5 separate regions of the Mus musculus genome follow, and all the other regions are linked to region 2. A link is a contact called in public HiCAR-type and promoter capture Hi-C data. All regions are on one chromosome and are shown on one strand. The core of a region is the stretch at or near the end of the contact, and the rest is flanking DNA. Distances in the headings are between cores, read along the strand shown.

Evidence for each region. Promoter capture Hi-C pulls out the DNA fragments that hold promoters and counts their contacts. HiCAR-type assays count read pairs that join an accessible place to other places.
Region 1: a HiCAR-type map of astrocytes shows a contact between it and region 2, with 5 times the contacts expected there. The contact joins the promoter of Tmem91 here to the promoter of Map3k10 in region 2. A contact is called at or near these places in 3 of 39 promoter capture datasets (cranial neural crest, frontonasal cranial neural crest and liver) and 2 of 115 datasets of contacts at active chromatin or transcription factors (astrocytes and stem cell-derived neural progenitor cells).
Region 3: a promoter capture Hi-C map of liver shows a contact between it and region 2, with 2.9 times the contacts expected there. The contact joins the promoter of Psmd8 here to the promoter of Map3k10 in region 2. A contact is called at or near these places in 1 of 39 promoter capture datasets (liver) and 1 of 9 other capture datasets (adipose tissue).
Region 4: a promoter capture Hi-C map of liver shows a contact between it and region 2, with 2.3 times the contacts expected there. The contact joins the promoter of Map4k1 here to the promoter of Map3k10 in region 2. A contact is called at or near these places in 1 of 39 promoter capture datasets (liver) and 1 of 484 Hi-C or Micro-C datasets (CD4 T cells).
Region 5: a contact with region 2 is called in a promoter capture Hi-C map of pre-B cells, with 3 times the contacts expected there. The contact joins the enhancer-like site here to the promoter of Map3k10 in region 2. A contact is called at or near these places in 4 of 39 promoter capture datasets (cranial neural crest, liver and pre-B cells) and 1 of 115 datasets of contacts at active chromatin or transcription factors (embryonic forebrain).

The regions. Positions count from the first base shown.
Region 1 is chr7:25,673,849-25,676,548 of GRCm38.p6, forward strand. Tmem91 (transmembrane protein 91) reads right to left here and starts at 1,318. Exons shown (of 4, transcript NM_177102.4): 1 at 1,188-1,318.
Region 2 is chr7:27,673,315-27,676,014 of GRCm38.p6, forward strand. It overlaps Map3k10 (mitogen-activated protein kinase kinase kinase 10), which reads right to left and starts at 1,267. Exons shown (of 10, transcript NM_001290528.1): 1 at 29-1,267. The coding sequence starts at 710. It also overlaps a transcript of Zfp607b not described here.
Region 3 is chr7:29,179,358-29,182,057 of GRCm38.p6, forward strand. It overlaps Psmd8 (proteasome (prosome, macropain) 26S subunit, non-ATPase, 8), which reads right to left and starts at 1,316. Exons shown (of 7, transcript NM_026545.3): 1 at 920-1,316. The coding sequence starts at 1,288. It overlaps Catsperg1 (cation channel sperm associated auxiliary subunit gamma 1), which reads right to left. Exons shown (of 28, transcript NM_001368407.1): 27 at 2,676-2,700; 28 at 2,175-2,569. The coding sequence ends at 2,315.
Region 4 is chr7:28,981,433-28,984,132 of GRCm38.p6, forward strand. Map4k1 (mitogen-activated protein kinase kinase kinase kinase 1) reads left to right here and starts at 1,422. Exons shown (of 32, transcript NM_008279.2): 1 at 1,422-1,622; 2 at 1,783-1,840; 3 at 1,958-2,048; 4 at 2,651-2,700. The coding sequence starts at 1,524. Eif3k (eukaryotic translation initiation factor 3, subunit K) reads right to left here and starts at 456. Exons shown (of 8, transcript NM_028659.3): 1 at 242-456. The coding sequence starts at 300.
Region 5 is chr7:25,730,429-25,733,128 of GRCm38.p6, forward strand. Hnrnpul1 (heterogeneous nuclear ribonucleoprotein U-like 1) reads right to left here. Exons shown (of 15, transcript NM_144922.3): 10 at 2,588-2,700. Among named protein-coding and RNA genes, the nearest start is that of Ccdc97, 13 kb to the left of the region's middle. Within about 2 kb of position 1,418, at least 39 of the 459 cell types and tissues checked have an H3K27ac peak or open chromatin away from gene starts, as enhancers often do. A contact at or near this core is called in pre-B cells, where this site is marked.

The DNA of each region.
Region 1 (2,700 bases), core at 68-2,567, 2.0 Mb before region 2:
ATTCTGGGATTAGATAGATAGATAGAGATGTGTGTGTGTGTGTATATACATATACACACATAAAGGTATTTAGGGCTGGAGAAATGTCATTTAAGAGCACTGGCTACTCTTCCAGAGGGCTCAGGTTCAATTCCTAACACCCACATGGTAGCTCACAACTGTCCAGTTCCAGGGATCCAACACCCTCACACAGACATACATGCAGGCAAAACACCAATGCACATAAAATAAAAATAAATCATTTTTAAAAAGTATGTACCACTGGGCAGTTGTGGCATGCACCTTTAATCCTAGCACTTAGGAGGCAGAGGAACGCGAGTCTCTGTAAGCTCAGAACAGCCTGGTCTACAAGGCAAGTTCTAGGACAGCCAAGGACATACAGAGAAATCCTGTCTCGAGAAACCAAAAAATATGTAGTAAAAATACCTGTTGCACAATCATTGTAAACCACGTCTTACACACGTTTGTCCCATGAGTCCTCTACACACACACACACACACACACTTCCATCTCCAGGTTCACAGGTCCGCAGCCTTCCCCCTATAATGCACACATCCATCCCTCATCCCCAGTCACATATGAGCTCCACCCTAGTTCACACACCCCTAGCCCTCACTCACACTCAGTTCCCAGGGCCACTGTCACCCATCCCTTTTGAAGGTAAACCCACCCACACCCTGGCTCTGCCAAAGGTCTCCTTAAGCACATGCTGCAAAATTACAGCGACTCCCCTCAAAAACATGTCTGAGGCCGGCAGCGTTCTTACGTATCCTGTGTATCCCTGAGCCACCTTGCAGTCCTCACCGTTGTTGCATCTGAAACCGCAAACACCCTCACCATGCAGAAATCGCCACTGCTACGTTTCTCAGGTCTCATCCCTTCCATTGCACACCTGTCCAGCTCAACCGGTGTCGCACCTTGCCCCACACATCTCCCCACTGGCCGGCCTGTCGCCTTAGCTCTTCAGCATATGTACTGTTCACACTCAGCCAGAAAGATCCTTCTCATTCTATGATTCCCCCGCCCCAGGTCATTCCAAATCTAGCGCAGGTCCCCCGCCAAAGGTTCGCCTCCATCCTTTTCTCGCCCCCGCAACACCAGGACCCTGGGGGAGGAGCAATGTCCCCATCTATTCTCACCGCCCACGGTCAAGCGCCGGACATGGTTGGGTCTTGCAGGGCACCCACCTTGCCCTGCCGCCCAGAGATGGGCAAACCTGAACCCAGAGATCGGGCGTCCGGGCTACCCCGTACAGGGTCTGAATGCTGCTGAGCTGCGCTTGGGTCTCTGCGCCCCAGCCCCGCAGCGAGCTGGGGAGGAGAGAGGCGGGGCAATAGCTCCAGACTCCGCCCCTCCGCAGCGACCCGGGAGGGGGCCTCCGATTCTGGGGGTCCCAGAGCCAGCAGCTTCTCCCTTAAAGAGGCTGAAACCTGATGGTTGGAACATGGCTGGACCCCACATTACTCACCCAAAATGATGGCTCAACAATAATAATAACATCGACTACAGCTTTGTGCCTTATTCTAAGAGGTGCTTTAAATATACACAGCCACAGAACAATTCTAAGTAGCATGGTATATGGTCTTTTTTTACCCGGCAGCAAAGAGGCACAGAGAGGTGAAGTAACTGGTCTGAGAACACAGCTTGTTCAATGAGTGCGGATGCTACCCCTTGCCGGGTCCTGGTTGCATTCCCTTTAATTTGCAGATGAGGAAACTGAGGCCAGGACACTGGCTCCTGTGTTGACATAAACAAATGGGACCAGTGCCAACAGACTGTAACCCACAGCAGAATCCCCAGGGGGAGGGAAGAAGCTGAGGTAGGAAGGTTGAGCGAAGCTTCCAAGGACAGAGGCCGAGGAATGGTCTAGGATGGGATGCTATAAGCATCCTTCAGTGACGTTGGTGGTTGGTGGTGTCCAGGGTTGGGCTCTCTGCATACAGCTCCTTTGCAGGCATTCCAAGGCACTCGATGTGTGAACTTTGGACCATAGATAGTGTCATCTCTCTCTAAACCGAATTCCTTCATCTGGAAACTCGGGACATATGCCCATCCTCCTAGATGTGATAACAATTAAACATTTTTTTATGCCGAGTGTGGTGGCACACGCCTTTAATCCCAGCACTCGGGAGGCAGAGGCAGGCGGATTTCTGAGTTTGAGGCCAGCCTGGTCTACAAAGTGAGTTCCAGGACAGCCAGGGCTACACAGAGAAACCCTGTCTCCAAAAACAAAAACAAAAAAATTTTTATATTACATTTATTTCTTTTGTGTGGTGCACACATGCTATGTAGAGCAAGCATGTGTAGAAGTCAGTGGATGAATTGTAGGAGTTGGTTCTTTTCTTCCACCAGATATGTTCCTGGGATCCAACATAGATTATCAGGATTAGCAGCAAGCCCCCCTTTCCTCTGAGTCATTTCCACAGCCCGACATATGGATTTTAACTTAGATGTGACAACAAATGCCCACACATTTACCCAAAGTCTGGCAAAGTAAGCGCAGTGAACACATGTAATGTGTTTATCAATTTTATGATTTATAATACGTGTCCGTTCAACTGAAGAACGCTCCTGGCCCTCCAAGACATCCCCTCCTTCAGGAAGCCCACCCAGTTTGCACTGCCTCCCTTTCCTGCCGCCCTCCATCTGGCTAGACAGGAGGATTCCCGATGTGAGGCCGTGGAGTTCCCTAGCTCTAGG
Region 2 (2,700 bases), core at 17-2,516:
GAGTTTTGGGAGAGAGGATACCACTTACTGTTGATGGACTTGAGGTCCCGGTGAATGATGGGCACAGGGGCATCATTGTGTAGATAGTTCATGCCCCGAGCCACCTGCACAGCCCAGTTGACCAGCACATGAGGGGGGACCCGGCGACCTGCCAGTACCCTGCTCAATGCACCTCCCCGAGCATATTCCATCACCAGGCAGAGGTTTGGGGGGCTGAGGCAGGCGCCCCTCAGGGCAATGATGTTGGGGTGCTGCAGGGCTCCAAAGAGCCGGGCCTCCTGGCGGACCTGCTCCGCTGTCACTGCCGGGTCCCGTTCAGGGTCCAGCCGAGCGGCCTTGACCGCTACTTCCTCTCCACGCCATACGGCGCGATAGACTTTGCCAAAGCCCCCGACACCGATGATCTCCTCCAGCTGCAGCTCGTGGAAGGGGATCTCCTGTGGCAGCTGGAGGTCTGAGGGTGCGGCGGGTGCAGCGGGGGCCACGTAGTTGCTGGGGAAGACGCCCACACGGCCGCTGGGCAGCTGCCCTGTCCACCAGCCCTCATCTCCAGACACCGCACAGTCCTGGGAAAGCACCTGGACGCGGTCGCCTCTCCGCAGGGTCAGCTCCTCGTCGCCCACCGCCTCGTAGTCGAACACGGCGGTCCACACTGGCCCCGCGGGGGTCGCGCCCCACTCTCTGGCCGCCGCCCCCTCCTCCTCCTCCATGGGGGAGGGGCCGGGGGCTGCGGGAGGCCGCTTCACGCAGGCTGCCCGCGGAATGCTGAGCGCGGGGCCGGGAGGCCGGGATGGGAGACAGTCCCTGCGGACCCCGGGGGGCTCCTGGGGACCATAGCTGGGGGAGGGGCCTCCGCTGGAGCGAAGGAATTAAAAAGAAAAAAAACCCCAAAAACCTAAAAAACACCTTTTTCAAACGATAGGACCGATCCCTCGGATTTGGCTGTGCAGGAGAGGCGTTAGGTTCACCTGTCCCCAACGATGTCAGGGCGCAGGGAGGGCCGGGTCGAGCGGGGCCCGCCGGCGGAGGCCGAGGCCGAGGGCAGCAAGCGGCCGCCCCTCCCCGCGCCTCTCACCCCGCGCAGCTCCACCGGCGGCCCCCGGCTCCGCATCCTCAGCCACGACCGCAGGGCCGGGCAGGGATGGCGGCGCCCCGGGGGCGGCCGCCCCGGGATGGGGTGGCGCGCCCCTCGGCCTCCTCACGCGAGGAACGCGTGGGCGGCCCCCATCCTCCTCAGCCGGCTCCTGGTCGGCCCCCTAAGTCCCTCTCCCCGCCGGGGCTCTTGGCGGTGTCCAGTGACGTGTTTATGCTGCCGCCGCGATGCCGCCTGGGAGTTGTAGTCCCAAGCTGCGAGGCCTTGGGTTCGTCCCAGGCTACATGAGCCCTGGTCCTTAGGCCCTATCTCCTATCAGGGCGAATGAACCAACGCTTTCTACAAGCCCTGCAGGAGACCCGTTCATGTTGGAGTTCACGGTAACTGACTCATTTAGCCAAGGGAAACATAGGAGCTGAATGAATGGAGATTACGGACCGATACTCCTAAAGCGGTTCGGACAAGGTTCGCAGGATAGTCTCTAGGGTCCCTGGCTGGAAGTGCATGCTGGGAAATGTAGTTCGTTCGTGGACCATTGCGCTCCTTGAACCACCTGCTTCAGAGAGCAATGGGTGACTGGAGCAAGTTAACGCACAGACTTGTGCTGCCTCTTTGGGCAGGAGCAGGCTGGAGGGCGAAGTGTACTGTCTCGAAGATTTCATAGCCAGATTTGCTTGCCTCACCAGCTATGGGATCACTGGCATCTGCAGTAAGAACTTGTCTATACTCTTCTGCCTCCTATAATGAGCTTCAGTTTGGAGAGAGGGGGCTGAAAGGAGGGGTTTCCGGGGGTGGGGGCTTTGCTCAGATGATGTCATTAAATCTTCACGAAGAGCCTCATTTACAGGTGACTCAGAGAAACAAACTCACTTTGTTCAAGATTGCTAAATTATAAATGGCAAAGCAAGAGTCAAGGGCAGTTTAAAAGAAATTGAAAAATTGAAAAACAAACACTGTCAGTGATCGTATTTTTAAATTGTGTGTGTGTGTGTGTGCGCGCGCGCGTGCGTGCGTGCACGCACCCAAAGAGGGCGTTGGATCTCCTGGAAACTTCAGTCACAGGCGGTTGTGAGCCACCCCATGTGGGTGCTGGGGACCCAAATTCAGGTTCTCCGCAAAAGCAGCATATGCCCTTTAGAGCTGACCCATCTTTGCCCCCTACGGTAACTAAGATTCTGGTTGAGTTTATTTGTGGGACAGGCAAAGAACTGACTGAGAGGGACAAAGGTGTGCGTGTGTGGAGCTTTATTGAGGCAAGCTGACAATCGCTGAGTTGGGAGTCGTTACAAGGGCTCTGTGTTTAGCATTTTATAAGACTTATGGGTCCTCTCATCTTAACATTTTGCCTAGGCATTTGTCCTTCTAACCTTTCTCTAAGGAAGGAAACAACCCTGGCAGGAAGGCCGTTTCTCTACCTGCCTATATATTTTTCTAACTTATCCTCAGCACCATGTTTTTAGAATGCTGCCTTTCTATGTATAGAATGCAGAAGGTGAGTCCTGTATAACGTCAGTGGCTTGTCCAAGAACTATAAACGTCAGGGGGTAGAATCCTGGGTCTTTCCAGTTTGGTGATCCTAAATGGCTTGAGACTCTGGATAGAGGAAG
Region 3 (2,700 bases), core at 66-2,565, 1.5 Mb after region 2:
CAAACACCAAAGGGCCCAAGAACACGGAGCGTACCAATTGGATTACCTCATCTTACAAATATTAGTAACTCCACTGAGAAACACGAGGCACTTGGTGCCTGACCCAGGGGGATCATGGGGTAGGGAGACGCCCATGACCTCAATTCTTCCTGTTGCTATATTTAGCTTGTTTTAGGTTTCTCTCTTGTTTAAGACAGCATCTCCCCAGGCAGGCCAATCTAGTCTAGAACTGGAGAGCCTGGTGTGAGCCTCTCGAGTGCTAGGATTACAAGTGTGGGACATCGTGTTCAGCCATTATATGCAGGTCTGGGAAGACCTCCACCACAGTGTGCCCGAGAAGGGGTAACAAGGAATGTGGGGCATTCCTTTTCCCTCCCCCCCCAGTCCATCCCAGACACCATTCCTTAGTAAACTTGGGAACCTAACACATATTTTGTTGTTGTTTACTTATTATTATTATATATATATTTTGAGACGAAGTCTATGTAGCCCAGCCTCCTCAAACTCGCTATTGAAGACCAGACTGGCCTTCTATCCGCCTGAGTGTGTTTACAACCGAAACGTGTGCTCTTCTAGGTTCGTTTTTGGCTTCAAACTGTTCCTGTTGCCCCTCTTCACACAGGTGTTTCCTAACCTCTGCTCCCTCACAGCTTACCTGGGCTTTATTTGCCACACATTCCCTCAACGTCCCGTCACCTCAGACTTATTCTTTTCACTATCTCCCCGTTTGTCACTGATCCCACTCCTTCCTGCCTCCCTCCAAGTAACAAAGCTCGAACCATCTCATTCGATTCTGCCAGAACCAATCTTTCCATCATCACTCCCTTAACGACACCTCAGGGCCCGCTCTACCAGCCTCGATCTCCCGTCTGTCACCTTCCCCCAGGCATTAGGCATCTAGGACCCGGCGACCTCTTACCTTCAGGCGGCCCAGTTCTTCTCCACATTTACTAAGGTTCGGGTTCTTCCGGTTCCACTCGTCCTTGAGTTGCTCGTACATGCCGGCCGCTGCCTGCAGGATCCCGACCGAGGTGGCCGCGGGTCCGGAGCTCGAGACGGTGGTCGACCCGTTCACCGTAGCCGCTGTGGCCGCCATCTTCCGTGATGCGGCAAGCCGCCGACCCGACTTACGGCAGCGACGCCGGGCAATGGACTCCCGGCGGAAATGAGGCCGGGAGGTGGAGCCCAAAACTGGAGGCGGAGCTACCACTGCCAGTTTCCGCCCCCCGCGGGAGGAGCGCCGCGGCTCTCCTCGGGGTGTCTTCGCAGCCCGACCCTTAATGAACATGCCGCAGCTCCGCCTCTGCTGTCATTCAAAATGGCGAACGGAAGTCCGTTCGCTCCAACTGAAAACAATGCCCACAATGTCCCGCCCACCTGTAGTCACCATGGCCACCCTCGCTGGCTTCGGCCTGTGGAATGTCCATCTTAAGGGTACCGCCTCTACGTCAAGGGGTGGCGATGTGGAGCCATTTGGAAAACTTGTCAGGTGTCACTACATAGGCAGGCTGAGAGAGGACTAGCAGGTGAGATTTAAGATTAGGCGTTCGTGTTTATCAGAGCATCATTCTTCCACGTTTTTTTCAGACTCTTTAAAAAGATTTATTTATTCATTTTATGTATATAAGTACACTGTGGCTGTCTTCAGACACCCCAGAAGAGGGTATTTGATCCCTTTATGGATGGTTGTGAGCCACCATGTGGTTGCTGGGAATTTTAGTCAGGGCTTCTGGAAGAGCAGTCAGTGCTCTTAACCACTGAGCCATTTCTCTTATTTTCTCTTATTCCATTTTTTTCTTATTTTTGAAATTAAAATAGAATTACAGACCGAGCTTTGTGGTTCACGCTTTTAATCCCAGCACTTGGGATGCAGAGGCAGGCGGATCTCTGAGTTCCAGGCCAGCCTGGCCTACAGGCATGCGTGTGTGTGTGTGTGTGTGTGTGTGTGTGTGTGCGTGCATGTGCCCATGTTGAGGTCAGAGGACAGCTTCACAGAGTCGGCTCTCTCTTTAGATCTCATGAGGCCTGGGGATCAAACCCAGGTTGTCAGGCTTGAGAGCTCCTTTATCTGCTGTGCCATCTTGAAAATAAAAGATTCTGACATCATTCTGACAGTTAACTACAGCTGTGCTGGTACAAACCAAGCGGACGTGAGCCTTTCTGAGGACTCGGGACTGATTCTGCAAGGAGGCTTTATTAGGGTCTGAATGAGACATGAGCATTCTAGCCAACCAGAAAGTCCTGGGGAGGTGGCAGGCTGCATTCCCATGAGGAGAGGCCTAAGGGTTCATGAGGAAGAGTACAGACCAGGGACTCAGGCCACCTTTGCTCTCTTAGCTTGAACATTGTCCTCTTTGGTACCTGGTCTGGAGGGACCCTCAAAACTTCCCTCTGAGCTGTGAGAATGGAGGGTGAAGCCCCCAGAAGAGGAGGAAGATGAATAGGTCTCTGGTGCCATCATGTTGTGAATCTTCCAGCGAAATGAGACCCAGGCCTTCACTATGTGAGGCCACACGAGGCAGAACAGGATGTAGAAGACAACCAGGGCTATAAAGAAGCTGGTAGACACCTGCAAGCCCAGTACAACAGTCACAAGGGGTCGGGGTTGGGGTTGGGGTATAGTAGTAGGTGAACCCCCTGCCCACCCAGTAAGGAAGCCTTTGGCTGCCACTCACCATAACAATGAAGGAGGACCGCTTG
Region 4 (2,700 bases), core at 172-2,671, 1.3 Mb after region 2:
CGGTCCCCACTGGCCAAATAGACATCAGAAAACACTATGTAGGATGGTCCACAAGGACAGAGAAGGAAGAGACTAAAAGACACCGGGAGTCTGTGGCAGCAGAAAAGGTAAAGTTGAGGGACGGAGAGAAACTTGGAGAAACTCCATCTCTGGAGGAGCGTGGAGCCCTGGCCACCCCTGGCTGGCTCCCCGTCTTCTCCACCCCGCTTGGCCAGAGAGCGCCCTTCAGCGGAATTCAGACCTGTCGATACCCTTGAGCAACTTGCCCACGTTCGCTCTCATCTGCTCAAACATCGCCATGATCACTGTTGCCTTCGGCAGCCTCAGCTGGAGTCGAACACCAGGCACGGTGCTTAGCACTAGAGGACCGGAAGAGAGGTGTAGGAAGCGGAACCTGCGTCACACCCTCCCTCCAGCTCCTACAAGGAAGGCAAAGGGAAAGGCGCTTTCAGCACCAGCGCCGGTTGTTTTTTTTTTTTTTTTTTTTTGTCTACCACGTGATTTCCTTCCAGCAGTTGTAACTTGCGCATGCGCAATGAGCTCACTTAAAAGAGACCAATAGCGTGAGAAAAGGTTTAGTCTGCCTTACTACGCAGGCGCCAGGAGGCGGGCTAAGCTTTTCCCGGGCCGCGCAAACTTAGTACTTAAGCTTCTGACGCGCGTGCGCTGGAGTTGTACGGGGAAAGGAGACTTTATTTTCTCTACGCATGCGTAGCCTTAAGCGTTTAGCCCCGTGAAGGGTTGCTGTTTCCTTTTCTTTGAGTTTAGTCGGGTGGGAGATGCTCTCTGAAGCCCTTCTTGTCTCCGACTTGGGTGCCTGAGACAGCATCTTGTATGTATCTTCACTTCCTCGCTGGTCCCCACTCGGTTCCGTACTGCTACAGTGCTGTTAGGAGGCCGGGAAGGCAAAAGACACCTGTAGTCTCCATCGGCTCTGCGTAGGGGCTACTAACAAGTGTTCCACGTCTGCCACAGATTCCCTACACGTTTGAAGCGTTGCACAGACATGTGCCATGCGGGCAGGTGCCCTGAGCTCAGCTGTCACTTAAGTCACATGCATGTGTCACGAGTAAACAGGTCTTCTGTGAAACCTAGCCAGCTTTGTGCAGACCTGCAACCTCTGGCTTGATTCCAGATCTTCAAGAACCCAGCAGAGGTTCAACCGTAACCTATGACTCCTCCCAAAATAGAGTGTTGGGGAGAGGGTGCTAGGTCAGCCCCAGGTTGCATTTAAGAACTTTTGCATCTTATTTACATAGTGTCCTTCAGTGGGTAAAGGGGAGTCCCATGGGTCCCAAGGCGATCAAACTCTCAGAACCCAGGGGACGGGGGTGGAGCCCTCTGTGCAGCCCTCTGCACAGCCCTGCAGCTGGGGCAGGAAGCGAGAGTGGGGAGGGGGAAGGCCACAGCCCACAGAGTCAAGGCGGGCCCAGGACTTGTGTGGAGACAGAAGGTAATACCAAAGCTTGAACCCTGAGGCCCTGTTGGCCCCCTGGGCACTGGCCCAGCCCCGGCCTCCAGGAATGGCCCTTGTGGACCCCGACATTTTTAATAAGGACCCTCGAGAACACTATGATCTACTGCAACGACTGGGTGGTGGAACTTATGGAGAAGTATTCAAGGTGAGAAAGCCCTTCTGTCTCCTCCACCACAACCCTGGGATAGTTGGGGAGAGGCTGGCAAGCAGGAGTGTAAGAGAATGCCAGGCCTTGGCCTTGGTTCAGAGATGCTGAGGATGGCAAGCTATGGAGTCTGCCTGATGACCAACTTCCCCTTTACAAGGCTCGCGACAAGGTGTCTAAGGACCTGGTGGCTTTGAAGATGGTGAAGATGGAGCCTGGTGAGAGCACCCCCAGAAACTTCTTCCCCATCCCCGCCCTTTCCTTCCTGGGATACAGGGACATTTCTGTAAGCCCCCGCTTGTAGCCCACCTTCGCTCTCCGGCCCCTCCCCACAGATGATGACGTCGCCACCCTTCAGAAGGAGATTCTCATGCTGAAAACTTGCCGGCACGCCAACATCGTGGCTTACCATGGCAGTTACCTCTGGTGATGTCTTAGCCCATCCCCCAACCCCAGCCCCTTAACTCTGACCAGGTCTCCACTCCTAAACTACCATTTGTGACCCAGATACCCTAACTTGACTTCCAACCTGAGGACTTTCACTTTTAATTGGGGCATCCCAGTCTGATTCCCAATCTGAAATTCTGCCTTTCTTACTGAGTGCCTGCTAATTTTTAAGGGCTAATCTAGAACCCTCCTCGTTGTTGTAATCAAATCTCTCACTAGTCTGCTCCCTGCATCACCCATTTTTATTCTGCTTCTTTAATTTGAGCTCTCAAATTTCTTGGCTCCCAAGATAATATCTCAGCTGCCTCAATAATGGCATCTTTTCCTCAAACCCGGGATTCTTTGTCTTGTCTGCTTCGCCATGGGTTCTCTGCCCTGTCCCCTAAATTACCTTGGGGTGGCAGTGGGGTGCTCTTGGGTTGGAACCCAAAGACCTAAAAATTGCTCTGGAATACACACTTCCTGGCTATCCTCAGCCTCTGCTGTCATGGGAACAGGACACTGTGTGGTGGGCGGGGGAGTGAGATAGCCCCGGGAGGTCTCACTACCATTGTAATCCCTGCTCTCTTGACGCCCTATAGGCTGCAGAAGCTGTGGATCTGCATGGAATTCTGTGGAGCTGGTTCTCTCC
Region 5 (2,700 bases), core at 168-2,667, 1.9 Mb before region 2:
TGCTCAGTTAGAACCAAAGCTTTGAGTGTGAGGCCAAGTAAGCAAAGTTGTATGCAGCCAACTGACTGACCAATGCTCTTCCTGGCCTATAGACTATAACCTCCAGCTCCAGATGGTTTGGGCAACTTTGTTGTCTCTTAGAACACACAGTTCCTGTTGAACACCCTGTTTCGAATCCCTATGATAGCCTAAAGACAGGCTAGAAACCTCATCCTAGGGTTGCCTGGCTAGGGGCTTGGCAAAGGTAGAATCTTGGCTGCCCAGCCTCAGCAGGGTTGTAGAGATGAATTATCTTCCAAGGACAGGTATGTCTGAGGTTGACACATAATAGGTACAGAAGAGCTAACTACAGGGAATATGACCTGGGCTGAGATTCTGCGACTATGGGAACACAGCATGCAGTGCTAGTCTCTTTCAAAGATCTACCCTGCCCACGAGACAGCTACGCATTATCAAAGTAATCCTCACAACCACGGCTAATGGTCGTGTCAAGATGTGCTCCAAACCTTTGCCTACATTCATTCATACAACAAATTTTTCATAATTAAATTTTCTGGAACAAACTTTTTGGAGTTTTGGCTAAAACAAGAAAAGCCGCCGGGCGTGGTGGCGCATGCCTTTAATCCCAGCACTTGGGAGGCAGAGGCAGGCGGATTTCTGAGTTCGAGGCCAGCCTGGTCTACAAAGTGAGTTCCAGGATAGCCAGGGCTACACAGAGAAACCCTGTCTCAAAAAACCAAAAAAAAAAAAAAAAAAAAAAAAGAAAAGCCACTGGCTTAAAACCTCTTTATTGGCCTCACTGACCTAGAGCTTCAGCCCCTGGCTCTAGCCTTGGGTTAACTAGAGGACTGTGTTCTTTACTTTGGAGGGCAGGAGCCTTTGCATTATGGTTGGTTTGGATCATATGGCCTGATCTGCATCCCTTCTGCGAGGTCAGCAGGCTGGAGACCACAGGCGATCTGTGCGACTTAGGCCTAACTCCAGCTCCAAACAAGGATGTAGCAGCTAAGAAGGCTGCATTAGTTCTACTTTGTGCCTGCCTGAACTGCAGGACAGAAATGGCACATGGCATGCTCTCACCGTGACTTCCACTGTTGGGCTAATTTGGGCAGCAATGTGAGTAAAGGTCAGGCAGGGAATTCTTTCTGGGGAGAGCAAAAGAGGAACCTCAGGGCATAAACATCATGGCTCAGCCTCTTAGAAGTCCAGTGGGACAGACAGACTAAAATTCCGAAAAGGTCTAACAAAGAGAATAGGGCAGAGTGAGGTGGGGAGCAGTGAATATAAAGCTTGATTGGGAGAACTTATCTAGCATAAGTAAGGTCCTAGACTTGACTGCCAGTACAAGAAGCCAACTAAGCATGTCTAGAGAGAAGGCTGAGTAGTAGACCCCTTACTGTCAGGGCTGAGCTAAAGGAAAACCACAGAGCGCTTACAAACTGTCGTCAACTGGCCTGTGCAGGATCTTCAATTCATGTGAGGACAACATGTTTCCTGGAGACTTCCTTTCCACTCAGCCAGCCACCAATGCTAGTTACCAGCTCCCTTTTCATCAGGCTTTAAGCCATGGTTCCAAGTAGTCAGTGCCACACACAGAAAGCACTTTAGCCAGGTTACACGATGGGGCTTTATAGGGTTTATCTGTATGCTTATAGGGTCCTAAGAAAGCGTGCATGTAAGGCTGAACCAGAGAACCCACAACAAGTAAACACACGCTGCTGCAACTCAATGGAGCCTACACAACAAATGCAAATAAAATGCTGTGTGGGTAACAAACATGTGGAACCCACCAGTGACAGCGATTCTAAGCTCTGCTTAGCCCACTCATTCTTTTGACAATGCTGAAAACCATACACAGTGTTTTGACTCCAATTCAAAACTGACTGAACCCCACCCCTAATTGAAATGTAAACATGTGCCACATACTCCTAAGGATGTGCCCAGAGAAGCTAGAGTACCTTTACTCTGCAGCGTGTAACGATATCCACACCAGCTGTTCTGAACTCGGTCCTATGGAGGCACGAGGGGCCTTAAGCTCCATTTTGCAAACTAGGATGCTGAGATTCATTCACATGATCAAGTTGGCTGTCCACAAATGATAGCTAGCAAGCAGTAGAGTTGGGGTTCAAGCCTGTGAGACTTAGAAATCTTTGGTTCTTGAGACTGGAGAAATAGCTCAGTGGTTAAAAGTACTAGCTGCTTTCCCAGAAGACCACTCCCAGAACCCATATACATGGCAGCTTACAAAAGTGTAACTCCAGTACCAAAGATCTGATGCCCTCTTCTGGTTTTTGTGAATCAGGCACACATGCAGCAAACTGGTATGTAGGCAAAACACCTACACACAAAGAAATCTATTCCTCTTTCATGTGGCTATGTGACTCTTGCCTAAAAATGAGTGAGCCGGTAGGTCTGGGTCAGAAAGTGGCATGAAGGGGCTATTGCTATCCTCACAAATGGTGCGCCCTTGACCAGCACAGCTGCTACAGAGCACGATGGAGAATTGAGAAAAGGGCTTGGAGGGGATCCCCATGCAGTGACTACGTTTCCACCCCTCTGCCAAGGACCACTAGTTGGTTGCAAGTACCTGATCTAGGATATAGTTTCGCTTCTTTCGGGCAGCGATCTGAATAAGACGGTTGAGGCACTGAGTGGCCTGCTGGATCAGGACATCCCAGCGACCAGCATAGTTCCGCTGCC